Linked DNA regions of Anser cygnoides: region 2 is linked to region 1. Evidence: chromatin contacts called from public Hi-C data. All regions are on one chromosome and are shown on one strand. The core of a region is the stretch at or near the end of the contact, and the rest is flanking DNA. Distances in the headings are between cores, read along the strand shown. Region 1 overlaps NSMCE2 (NSE2 (MMS21) homolog, SMC5-SMC6 complex SUMO ligase). Region 2 has its middle 26 kb from the start of TRIB1.

Evidence for each region. Hi-C and Micro-C count contacts between places; a contact is called where the count stands out from the background.
Region 2: a contact with region 1 is called in a Hi-C map of liver, with 4 times the contacts expected there. The contact joins two enhancer-like sites. A contact is called at or near these places in 2 of 7 Hi-C or Micro-C datasets (both in liver).

The regions. Positions count from the first base shown.
Region 1 is chr2:152,257,789-152,263,631 of Taihu_goose_T2T_genome, reverse strand. The region is part of intron 5 of NSMCE2 (NSE2 (MMS21) homolog, SMC5-SMC6 complex SUMO ligase); the gene reads right to left. Among named protein-coding and RNA genes, the nearest start is that of TRIB1, 40 kb to the left of the region's middle. Within about 2 kb of position 3,616, at least 2 of the 3 cell types and tissues checked have open chromatin away from gene starts, as enhancers often do. A contact at or near this core is called in liver, where this site is marked.
Region 2 is chr2:152,323,377-152,329,219 of Taihu_goose_T2T_genome, reverse strand. No RefSeq gene overlaps it. Among named protein-coding and RNA genes, the nearest start is that of TRIB1, 26 kb to the right of the region's middle. Within about 2 kb of position 2,954, at least 2 of the 3 cell types and tissues checked have open chromatin away from gene starts, as enhancers often do. A contact at or near this core is called in liver, where this site is marked.

The sequences.
Region 1 (5,843 bases), core at 2,367-4,866:
CCTTGACACCACTTGTGCCTCTTCCTTCATTTTAAAAACATGCAATTAAAAAAGCATTCGTACAAATCTTCTTCCAAACAGTTTTAAGTGATCCTATATACTCGCTTAGAAAGACATCCACCCCAAGTAGCCAACATAAAGTCCCTTCTATATATGTTCCTTCCCAAACTATGATTTGTTTTACTGCCTATCTTATATTTCATATTACATTTTCCTAAGTGTTGGAATCCAAAGAAGGGGGTAGGAAATAGCGTATTATATCAAGAATATTCATTAACAGGATAACTACCCAAGGTATTTCATTTCTTTGTTTCTACGCATCATAAAACTCTAAGGCACCAAGAGAAATCTATTCTGTTGCTGCAAAGAGAACTACAAAGTCAATTAAGTTCTTCCTGTGAATTTAATGACTACTCATCTAAAACTCAGTGATGTAAAACATCAAATAAATCTTAATAGTTGTTGCACTGCATTCACGACATGGGAGTCTGCCAGTCCTCCGTTCCCGTTACCATCCAAGTATTTCACAATCATTTGAACAGATGAATGTGAAGAGCTATTGAACTTGGACAAGGCTATCATCTCTTAAGATAGCTTAAGATCTGTTTAATAGTTTCGCTCTTCTAAATACCTTAGACATAAATTCATCATAAGTTATTTCGTAACTACCTTCTCAGGGTTTGGTTGAGTTTTTTTGTTTTTTTTTTTGGTTTTTTTTTTTGTTTTTTTTTCATATTAAAAGCCTCTGTGTAAGCTTATATGTTTTTATTAAGTCAATAACTTGTCCACCAATTTGCCACGAAGTTATGAAAAGAGAGAAAGCTGAAGAATGTCTACTACAAATATTTTAAGTTTTTCCTCTTAAAAATCAAATGCACTTCACCTTTGAACTTGAAACAAAAATAATTTTTTGGTTTTGGTTTATAAATTTTGAAATGTATTACTTCTGTCTTCTGAAAGATCACAGTGGAGCATATTGGGAGTAACAACTCTACTTTTCTTACATATTTGAAAAGCTTCACTCTTTCCTGAAGCTAAGCTCTGGTGTGCATAACAAAACAGTCTTTCAAATACATATTTTCATACTTTAGAAAAACAAACAAACAAAAATCCCCGTGGGATGTCTGTGCTGCTGATAGCACAAGATTGTTGGAGACCAATGAATAGATCACTCTTTATCATTCTGTCATTATGACTCAGAGCGTGGTTCAACGTCTCATTCACTAGAGCCATCAAAACCAGAATTAAAGAAAGATCCATTTCCTCATAAGTTTTTCCATGACATTTAGCTGTATTCCTGAGGCTGAACCAACTGCTGGGGTGACCTTCAACAAACCACTTTCTCTTTCAGAATCTGAATTTCCTCATCTGAGGTGACTTTGTTGGTAACACACTTCAAGATATATTGATTAAAAACAATATATATATATATATACAGTAATAATCAAGTAAAAGGCAGTTATCACATGTTTATGTTGCAGAGGCTTCTAAAGTCATCAGCCACCCATCAGTCCTGACACAATGGTACCCATGATAATGACTATTGTTATTTTCGGTACATGAATATCAAAGAAGCTATTTCCTGTATCAATGCTGAGAAATACTAGATTAAAGCAAGGAAATTCAACTTCAAACAAAGATGGATACTAAAATCAGTAGATATCTTCAAGACCATTCATCATGTGCTATACTTTCTGAATGAAACTGCTGAGGAGGAACTAATTTTACCATTTTTTTTCCAGTTTCACAATTTTAAAGGAAACTCCAAAATAAACTATTTAATGGAGTTGTATGTAGTCAGAAGAAAAAAAAACATAAACAGTGGCAGTGAAAGAAAATAACCAAGTAATGGGCTGGTTGTCATCCTAAAAACCCCATCCAAACATGGAATCTCACAGTGAGAATAGTGATGGATGAAGGTTCAAGAGAGATTAGAAGAGCAGAAACTCTGCTGCAACCCAGGGAAGACTTTACAGATGCCCTCCATTACACTCCTACAGAAGATGATCTTTCTGCTTCAAAATAAAATCCCTAATTCTAATAGTTTCTGTACAGTAAAATAATAAAAGTGCTGCTAGACAAAGGGACTGCTGGATATTTACCATGTCAAAAAGAGCCCATATTTCAAAAGACTCAGAAAGGATGTGAAACCTCACTTCCAAGTACTTATGAAATAAAGTATGCTTAATGAAACTTCTGCTAAAAATGAGTAAATAGCACATGATCACATTTTGCTTCTCTATTTTAATAAAACCTCTTCAATCTAATGAGTTAACTTTAAAAGAAAATAATTTACGTTACTCTCAGTTCTGTCCTACAGCTCCTGACAGGGTGGTTTTGCTTGGTTAATTGAGATTTGGGTCTTCCATTCAACATCTTCCATCTTGTTTTAACAGTATTACTTTAATATAGGACTCAAAGTGTGTAATACTAATTACTTACAAAACCAAACAAGAACCTTTTTCATCACTCTGTTCTCCAACCATCACACAGTAAAAATAATAATTAAAAAACAACAACAACAAAACATGAGTAGAGGCCATCAATATTTCTCCCGAAGAGCACCCCAAGGCTCACATCAATCTTGTGGTAAAGCAATAATTTGGGACTCAGGAGATCTGGCCATTACCACAGTTTTGGGGATTTTGCTTTATAAAAATTAGGAACAATTAGGAATAGTACTGAATTTCTGCACCTAGACTATAATCTGTTCTCAGCAGGTGCTATTTCTTACTATGTGTATATGCGGTACCCACTCTAATGGTATACCAATCTTAAGTGAGATGAACAGAACACATTCGCCTATAAAAATCATAAATACATACATAAATATGAATAGTATAGCTATGGAAACAGATTGGTGGGTGGGGAGGAACTTGAAAATAAACACAATAGGAACAACAAAGCAATCACTCAAGAAAACCCCCAAACAATACTAGAAGTGTGCTTAGTAAGTTAGCAGACTCGAAAATACAGGTAGGTGAGATGAGTTTCTACAAAGTGAAATACAAATATGAACATGAACACTTCAGTAAACAGTGCTATTGACATTGCTCACAGAACTTCTACAGCACAAATGTTTGTCGTATTTGCAGGTTTCATAGGAGAAATCATGATATTGAATTATTTTCCCTTGTCTTCGATTTATAAGGTGGATCTTAGTTTTAAGAAATACGATGTTGTTTTCCTCTTTTTAACCCTCCAATAGTTTTCTTAACCCAGCGAACATCTATAACGTCAGTTAAAGGTTCATTTGTTTCCTCACTGATTTCCTGTAAAACTTGTGACTCAGCATGTCACCTGAACCTGCTGCTCTGTGGACTGAAAGGACATCGAACACTTTTGTAATCACGCTCCAGCTGCACGCTTGTCAGCAGTGTGGTAGCCATCACCGAATTGGAGGTGATCATTACCCTGTTACTAAATTCACCCCTGCATTTATGATTGCACACACACACACCTTGCTAACTGAGCCAGAACTATTTCTGTCATCTGTAATCACTGTTGACGAATATACCTTTTTCTCTATTCACTGCAGAATATTTTTTTTTCTCTCAATAGTTTTGATGTTAACAAGAGTCTTGAATAATTTCCTTGCAGCACTGTTCTCCACTAACTCTTTTTGGATGAGATCTGCTTTTAATAATGTGGATACCTTTACAGATGTGACCCCAAATCATTCATGTGTTAATTTTTGAGCATTTCTTGGAATTATTTATAAGTCTCCTTTTCCCACATATGTAATGAACACTTTCAATCTGAATATTTGGCTATTTAACATGGTAGACTGAGGTCTAAAGTCTTCTTGCCTTTAAAAACCTATCATGAGATTTCTTCCTATTCGATCTTTGAATTTTTTGGTAAAGGCTTTGCTTCTGGGTTTTCAGAATACCTTTTACTTTTATTCGAGGAGGTATTCCAAAAACACCTCTTTTATATTGAATTGCTTTAAGCTGCTGCATTTAAAATGAAGAGTTTTCCACTCTGCAGGTTTAAATAAAATCTACCTGAATGCTGCAGAGTACATCTCTATCTGAAATAAGGAGTAAGAGTAAATAGCACTCTCTAATTTGTTTCCTTGGCATGATTCATTATCTTATGGTCCTCTCTTCTTTCATTTCATTTCCAGTCTAGATTTCTACATACAAGAAAGTTTTTCTGTGTCTTTAATAATTTTTCCTGCCTCTCTCTAAATGTTACTTCAACTGTTTCCCTTTGAAGATAAGATCCCTGCAGATGAATACAGCATTCATGGAGAGGATGTATAATTTGTATATTATCTCTTAGGTTTCTCTGTTCATTTTTAACATGATCCTTTTCCTCTTGCTGTACTGTCAGAGGTCTGAATCTGGGGACACAGAAAAGAAAACACTCATTGTTTTGGGCCTTCCTCCTCCCTCAGTTTGTCAGTAACAAAATGAGGCGACATCTGCCTGGAGAGGGTTAGGCTGAAATTCTGCTTCTGAAGCATGTGGGAAGAAAAGCATGGGATTCAGAAGGCTTTCCAGAAGGAAGTTAGTCTGCTGCCGGGATCTCTTCGTGGGAAGGTCAGAACTCTCCTCCCTGGAGTTATTCCTCAGAATACAAGTGCAGGATGACAAAGCCTTCTGGCTGTAACACCCGTTTGACCTCATGAGCTGAGTCCTTGTTCTGACGTGTACTTTAGAGTCATAGAATCACAGAATCATTAAGGTTGGAAATGACCTTCAAGATCACCTGGTCCAACCATCCCCCTACCACCAGTGTCACCCACTGAACCATGTCCCTAAGCACCACGTCCAGCCTTTCCTTGAACACCCCCAGGGACGGTGACTCCACCACCTCCCTGGGCAACTCGTCCCAATGCCTGACTGCTCTTTCTGAGAAGAAATGTCTTCTCATTTCCAACCTGAACCTCACCAGGCGCAACTTGTGGCCATTTCCTCGAGTCGTATCATTAGTTACCTGAGAGAAGAGGCCGACCCCCTCCTCATCACAACCTCCCTTTAGGTAGCTGTAGAGTGCAGTGAGGTCTCCCCTGAGCCTCCTCTTCTCCAGACCAAACACCCCCAGCTCCCTCAGCCGCTCCTCACAGGACTTGTGCTCCAGGCCCTTCCCCAGCTTCGTAGCCCTGCTCTGGGCACGCTCCAGGGCCTCGATGTCCTTCTGGTACTGAGGGGCCCAAAGCTGAACACAGCACTCGAGGTATAGCAAACAAAAAATATCTTACAAGAAATGACTTATTTCACCCTTCTGAAACACATTGATTTGTGATACCAAATCCTGTGGGACTGGAGACTGCCGGTTGCCAAGCAGGAGCCCCCCGCTCACTCCCGGTGCCTGTGATGGGCTGGATCCGGGCTGGCAGTGCCCAGCTGCCCGTGTCTGCAGGCACAAGTCTCAGAGCCCAAGCACGTCTACGTATGTTGAAGTCCTCTTTTCTGCAGGCATTATCTCTAGACTTACCTCTGCTATCCTGAATTAATCTAAGGTGATGCATACCACAGTTCACACAGTTCTTCAATTCTCATCTAGTTTATTTATTTATTTATTTATTTATAATTTACTTAGTAAAACAAGTTATTATGTTACACCTGTTTTTTCCTGAGTGGATTCCCAAGTCACCTTAAACTGACTTTCCTTTATGATGAAATTTGTTACTTCTCTTCTTTATTTTATCCTCTCCTTGTCCATATTTACTTGCTTTTTGAAATAAAAAGCTCCTCATATGCCACTGAAAGGGACTTATTTTTTCCAAATCTGATAAAGACTTTATTATCCACAACAATTTCAGATTTTCTGCAACGGGTCAGGAGACCAGACTAATTCTGTAGTTCAATAGTACATCTACTGAAATTATTCTC
Region 2 (5,843 bases), core at 1,705-4,204, 66 kb before region 1:
GCATTTCTCATATAAGAAAAGACTGAGAGAACTGCGACTGTTCAGCCTGGAGAAGAGAAGGCTCAGGGACATCTTATCCCTGTTAATAAATACCTGATGGGGGGCTTTAAGAAGATGGAGCCAGTCTCTTCTCAGTGGCACACAGGGACAGGACAAGATGTGAAGGAGAAAAGAAATGAAATACAGGAAATTCTATTTAAACGTAAAAACAAACAAACAAACAAAAACTTTGTAAATCATGGTTTGTCAAATCTTGGAAGAGATTTCCCAGAGAGCTTTTAGAGTCTCCATCCCTGGGGATATTCGAAACTTGACTGGATGGGCCCTAAGCAACCTTACCTAGGTGCTTCCACTTTGAGCAGCCGGTTGGGCTGGGCCATCACAAGAAGTCCCGTCCAACCTCAGCCATGTGATACTGTGATTCTGGGTTGCCTAAAGCATGCTGTCCCACACCCCAGGAAAACTGGTAGGATCTCTAAAGATGATCCTTCTTGTTTCAAAACAATAGCCTTCTTTTAAAAGAATAAGCTGTACCTGTGTAATTCTGACGCATTTGTGCATCTTGTCCTGCAAGCTCTACCATAACAATTGATTCTAGTGTTTCATTGTCTTTCATCATTAGATTTTTTTTCCCAGTGACTAATCTGAATCTTTCCTGATGAAATTTAAGCCACTGTTTTTGTTTTCCGTAGTGCATCCTACATTTCCAAAAGACTAAATAGTCCTTCTGTGTTTGCAGAATGCTGTTGTGTTCCCTGTCAGTCTTCTCTCTAAGCTGACTGCAATTTCTTCAGTCTCAGCATGACAAAGTAATTCTTTTCAGATGGCTGATCTTTCCTATTTCCCCCTTCTGGGCTCTCCCCGGTTGGCCCATATCTTTACTGAAGTGCCCCAGACTCAATATAATACCACAGCCAATGCCTCACGAATGATAAGTGGAGCAGAAGGATGACTTCATCCATCTTTCAAGCTACATTCCTTTTACCAGAACCCAATACAATGTTTGCTTCTTTTGCAATCCAATGACACAGCTGATTCATGTTCAGCATGTGATCTACTATAACCCTACAGTCTTCTCAAAAGAGAACTGAAGGTTAAAAAATTGTTCCACGTCCAAAATTGGTCTTGTTACTCTATTTCTGCTCACTTGTAGCATTTTGCACCTGCACCACTAAACTCTTCCTTTTTCATCTCATTTCTGCAATTTGTCCCAAACATTTTGAATTCTGACCATGGCCTCCTGAGTATGTGCAGCTTTGTCATTACCCAAATCATTATAGAAGAGTATGACCCAGGGCAGACCCTTTCAGAACTCCACTGGCTACAGTTTTTCATATTGATAGTGATTAATTCATGGTTAAAATAATAGAATATTTTCTGAGGACAAGCTAGGAAACAAGCTAGCTACAACATCAGTAATTTATTCTAGAGCATATTTGCTTGTCATATGGGACTATGTTAAGACAAAAGTTGAGATGGAAACTCTCCCCATTCCCTAAACCTTTTACCCTACTATAAAACGAAAGATTGATTTTATGTGAGTTGCTTTTAACAACTCCATGTTGACTGCTGCTCATCTCTTGTGCTTGCAGGTGGTTTGTTTGATATTTCTTCCAGATTTTTTCCAGGATATGGAAAGTGGTCATGATTCCATCTCTTCCTTCTCCACACCTATAATCCTCATTTTAAACATTTATCTGATTTTAATGTTGCCGAAAGGATGGCTACTTCATGGGAGAGACTAGAGAGAAAAAAGATGTGTCAAAGATGCAGATGGATCAAAGCTTCAGATCGGAACCTCAGTACTGACCAGGTTTCTGAGACTCTTGTCCCAGCTCCAAGTCTCTGATGCATGAGTTATCCCTTCCTGTTTTGATTAGGACAGAGGGCATTGACCTACTAATGTATGGGTAAATTTGAATAACACCTTCAAAATGCCTACCTCTAAATGTCAGCACTTGGGGAATAATGTCTGACTAGCAGAAATTGATGGCTCCTGTGCCAAAACATGGAAAAACTAAGAATTTTAATATGCAGGTATCTTAGATTTCCAGTACTGGAGAGTAATTGGCTTCAGAATAATATATCTATATCCTGGCATTTTGTTATGAACTTTTCTCCTGATTACCGCTCTGCTTTTGCTTTTGCTTTTTTTTTTTTTTTTTTTGAGATAAACTGGTACGTTTTATCATGGGTGTCATTTATCAGATGTAATTTTAAAAGCAAATCGTGCATGCTCTTGCAGAGTACATGTACTTCCAGGCCAGACTGCCTTGAGCAGTCAAATCAAATCAAATCGCTCCAGGCTATGTGCTGTGAAGGATATAATCAGTCTCAGAAAAGGGCAAAATCTCCCACTAAACCTTTCCCCTCTCTCACCTTTCCCCTGACTGGCAGGTTTTCCCTCCAGTATTACACTTGCTGGCTCCCTGACAGGCTTTATTTTCCAGCAGCCTGACTGTCACCGGCCCCTGTTTTCCCAGAGATAACATTTCTGTACGTCAATGCCCACTATCTAGCTGTGTCACATTTAGCTTTAATCCTTTCTTAGACTTTTGTGTGAGGCCTTTGCAGTCGGTACCTGTTGCAATGGGGGTCTTGTAACATTTGCTTGCAAACTTAGTTAGGCAACCTGATAGTGTTTGATGGAAGTATCTTGAGTAAACAGCTTGTTATGTACATGGCCACTTGCTCAAGAGGTTGAACGTTGCATTACTCATTTACACATGGGATGTTTTGAAAATAAAACCCAAAACACTGCCTTCTTATCAGATAGTGTTTAACTCATTCATGTTTGCGAAGGATGATTCTGGAATTCCCTTTCTATAGTTCCTTTCCTCTTATGACTGTTTATAAAAGGTGACCGAGCTTATGACTACCTCAGGGAGGTAGCTGTAATTAATCAAAGCACAATTTAGGTATTTACATCCCGCCTATCTGACATCTCTCTCTAGTTTCAATTGAACGAGGCTTTCCTTTCCACTTCCTAGCCTAAATTGTTGCTCTGGAATGTTAAATATTTGCCTCAGATCACTCCAAAGCTGGCTGTACTTCAGCAGGAGATAAAGTGACCTCTGGGAACTATTTGTGACATTTTCAATAGGTTTTGAGACCCTACAAGGAGGGAGGAAAGGCTCTATATACAGAATAAGATTTTGTGCATGATAATCAGCATTATATTCATTTTGCAGACAGATAAACTGAATCAGAAAACCCTCAACCTTGTCTGCCCACTTAAGATAGAGCCAACTGCAACTGCAGAACACTTTCAAGAATTTGACACTAACACCATGGTTCCCAATAAAAGGGGTCAAAAGCCCAACTAGAGTGTCTGCAGCTACATGCAGGGTCATGAGTCTGACAGAAACGTACTGTAATCCAGGATTTATCCCAGTCCTGGGGCTATGCTGAATGACCAACACAGCAGGAAAGAGTTTGAGGAATGTGGTCTCCAAGTAATCAGACTGATGAAGGGAAAACATGCTAAATCACATCCAGTTCCATTTAAAATCTCCCTTGCTATTAACCTAATGTAGGTTAAAGAACATTAGGTAATTTAATAAGCTGAAGAAATACGAAAAAAAGTATTTTGCTTAGAGAAAGAAATCCTATTATGATTCTTAATGAAAAATGTAAGGTGGGTTTTTTTGCTTTGTTTTGTTGTGTTTTGTTTTAAGAGAGCTAATTAACGCTATCTAAATTATCACTTAAAATCACCTGCTTCCATGATCATAGTGCTGTGGACCAGGCCTCCAGCAGCCAGAACTGATGATGCTCCAATAGCTGCAGGCCTTCATTTTTGACCATTCGTGTTCTTTTTTCCTTCTGGACTCTCAAGGATTCCACTTTCTAGCTTGGCAGTTTTCTCTGAAGAAAAATGTTGAGCCTGTTTTCTTTACTTTCACATCCATTTGGCCAGCCACAATAAGCCACAAATTTCAAAAACTGCCATAAAGATAAAACAAACAAACAAAAAAACCCAACCCAAACCACCATGGAAATAGCCAAGTCAACTACTCCTATTGAATTCTACCAGCCTTACATAGACCCCTGGGGCTAGGTTTTCAAGTGCTTATTACACTCAATTACTGCTTCTGTTTTAAAAGAGGGTGCGTATTGGGTGCTGAGCACCCACCCTCTTTTAAAGATCTGGCTTTCAAAATTAATCCAAGCAACAATTGTGCAATCCTAATTACCTGCTTATACACACTTAACTAAGTGGTCCAACCAAAGGCTATGCCTATACAGTAAAATAAATGTGCTTGGGACCATTTCTGGCCCTGAGGCCAGCTGGCATGGAGCACCATGTCCGTACAGTTAAATTCCCTTGTCCATCAAAACAAGGTAGCCATATCCAACCTGCCCACTGTAAGCTGAACAAACTGTGTTGACTCCCAAACAACCATGCCTGGGAATTGTTTGGGAGCCTACTAGTTCACACTGGCCAGAACTGCACAATGGAACATTTTAAGTACTAAATAGCATGGATGATTGTGTATAGGGCCCAGGAATGCATGCTGCTTAGTATACTAATATGGACATAGTCTGAGAGTCAATTATGACCTGAAGTCTTTCTGTTAGATTGTATTTTTTTTTATTCAGAACAAAAATAAATGTCTCACTGTAAAACCAGTGAAACGTCTCTATGCCTCTCTATGGACCTTGTTCACTTTTGGCTCAGCAGCTAGAAAATATGTATTTATAGGCATGTTGTTAGTATTTACATTGCAGTATCGCCAAGGCATGCCAGTCAAGGACAGGCATCCCTTGCAAATGTAAAACAAGATGCGTCTGCTTCAAAGGGTTTGGGAGAAAAGCGTTCTAGCAACTCCAGCATCAACATCTACAGGACTGACTGCTTTGGCTGCTGCAGATAGATGGGAGCTCTCTCTGCCCATGCTAATCCCAGGATTGGACGTGTGGGAAGCGTGGTGTTGAGAGATTCATTCAGGCTGGCGGGGAGCCAGGTCGAGTCCAGATGCAGTCTAGACAAATCAGGCCGTAGCTGCCAAGAGTTGGGGCTTGGGAGCTCGTGGACAACATCATGTAAATACAGCCTGACTTCTCCAACCTGGAGCTAGCCAGATCTTTGCTGCACCTCGTTCCACGCCATGGAATTGCCCTCGCTCCATGCCGGTGTCCTCTGAGCATGCAGCCCCCAGCCAGCATGGCTGGGACATGTCCACGTTGGAGCAGCACAGGTATCTCTGTTTCGGAGTTTGCCAGAGCTCAACACAGGCTGCACAACCCACCCGTGGAGCTCCCCCAGCTATTTCTGTGCCATTGGAAGCCTTGTGGGTCTGACCACCACATGAAGATGTGTGTCTGGGAGAGCCCTTGGTTAATGCTGGCTGAATCAGTGACTGAAGAGCATTCAGCAGCACAAACTTAATTAATCTTGAAGCTGTCGGCATCAACCAGATTGAGTTGTCCTTGATCCACGAGTGAATCAGCATGATATTTTGCCATAGGCATCAGAATTATTTTTATATTGCAAAACGTATTTCATACAAAAAATAAGAGAGAGTCTTTGCCCTTTATGATGCCCTTTGAAAATTATTGAAATTTTTCTCAGTGATGAGAAAAAGCAGCACCAAGCAATCTGGAAAAATTACACAGCATGGTCATAGCAAAAAAAGAGCCTCCTGCTCCAGCATGCTCACCGCTCGACACTGCAGCCATAGCCACTGCTCATCTATTCATGGTCTCACAAGGTGCTTGTTACATCCCTTGCATTTATTCATAGGTTCTGCTCCTGCAAAACTTCTGATCTCAGCTGTGGAGCCACATCCACCTAAGCCCCCTCCTGTGTCTGTGGTGCTGTGACTGTCACCTCTGGGGCA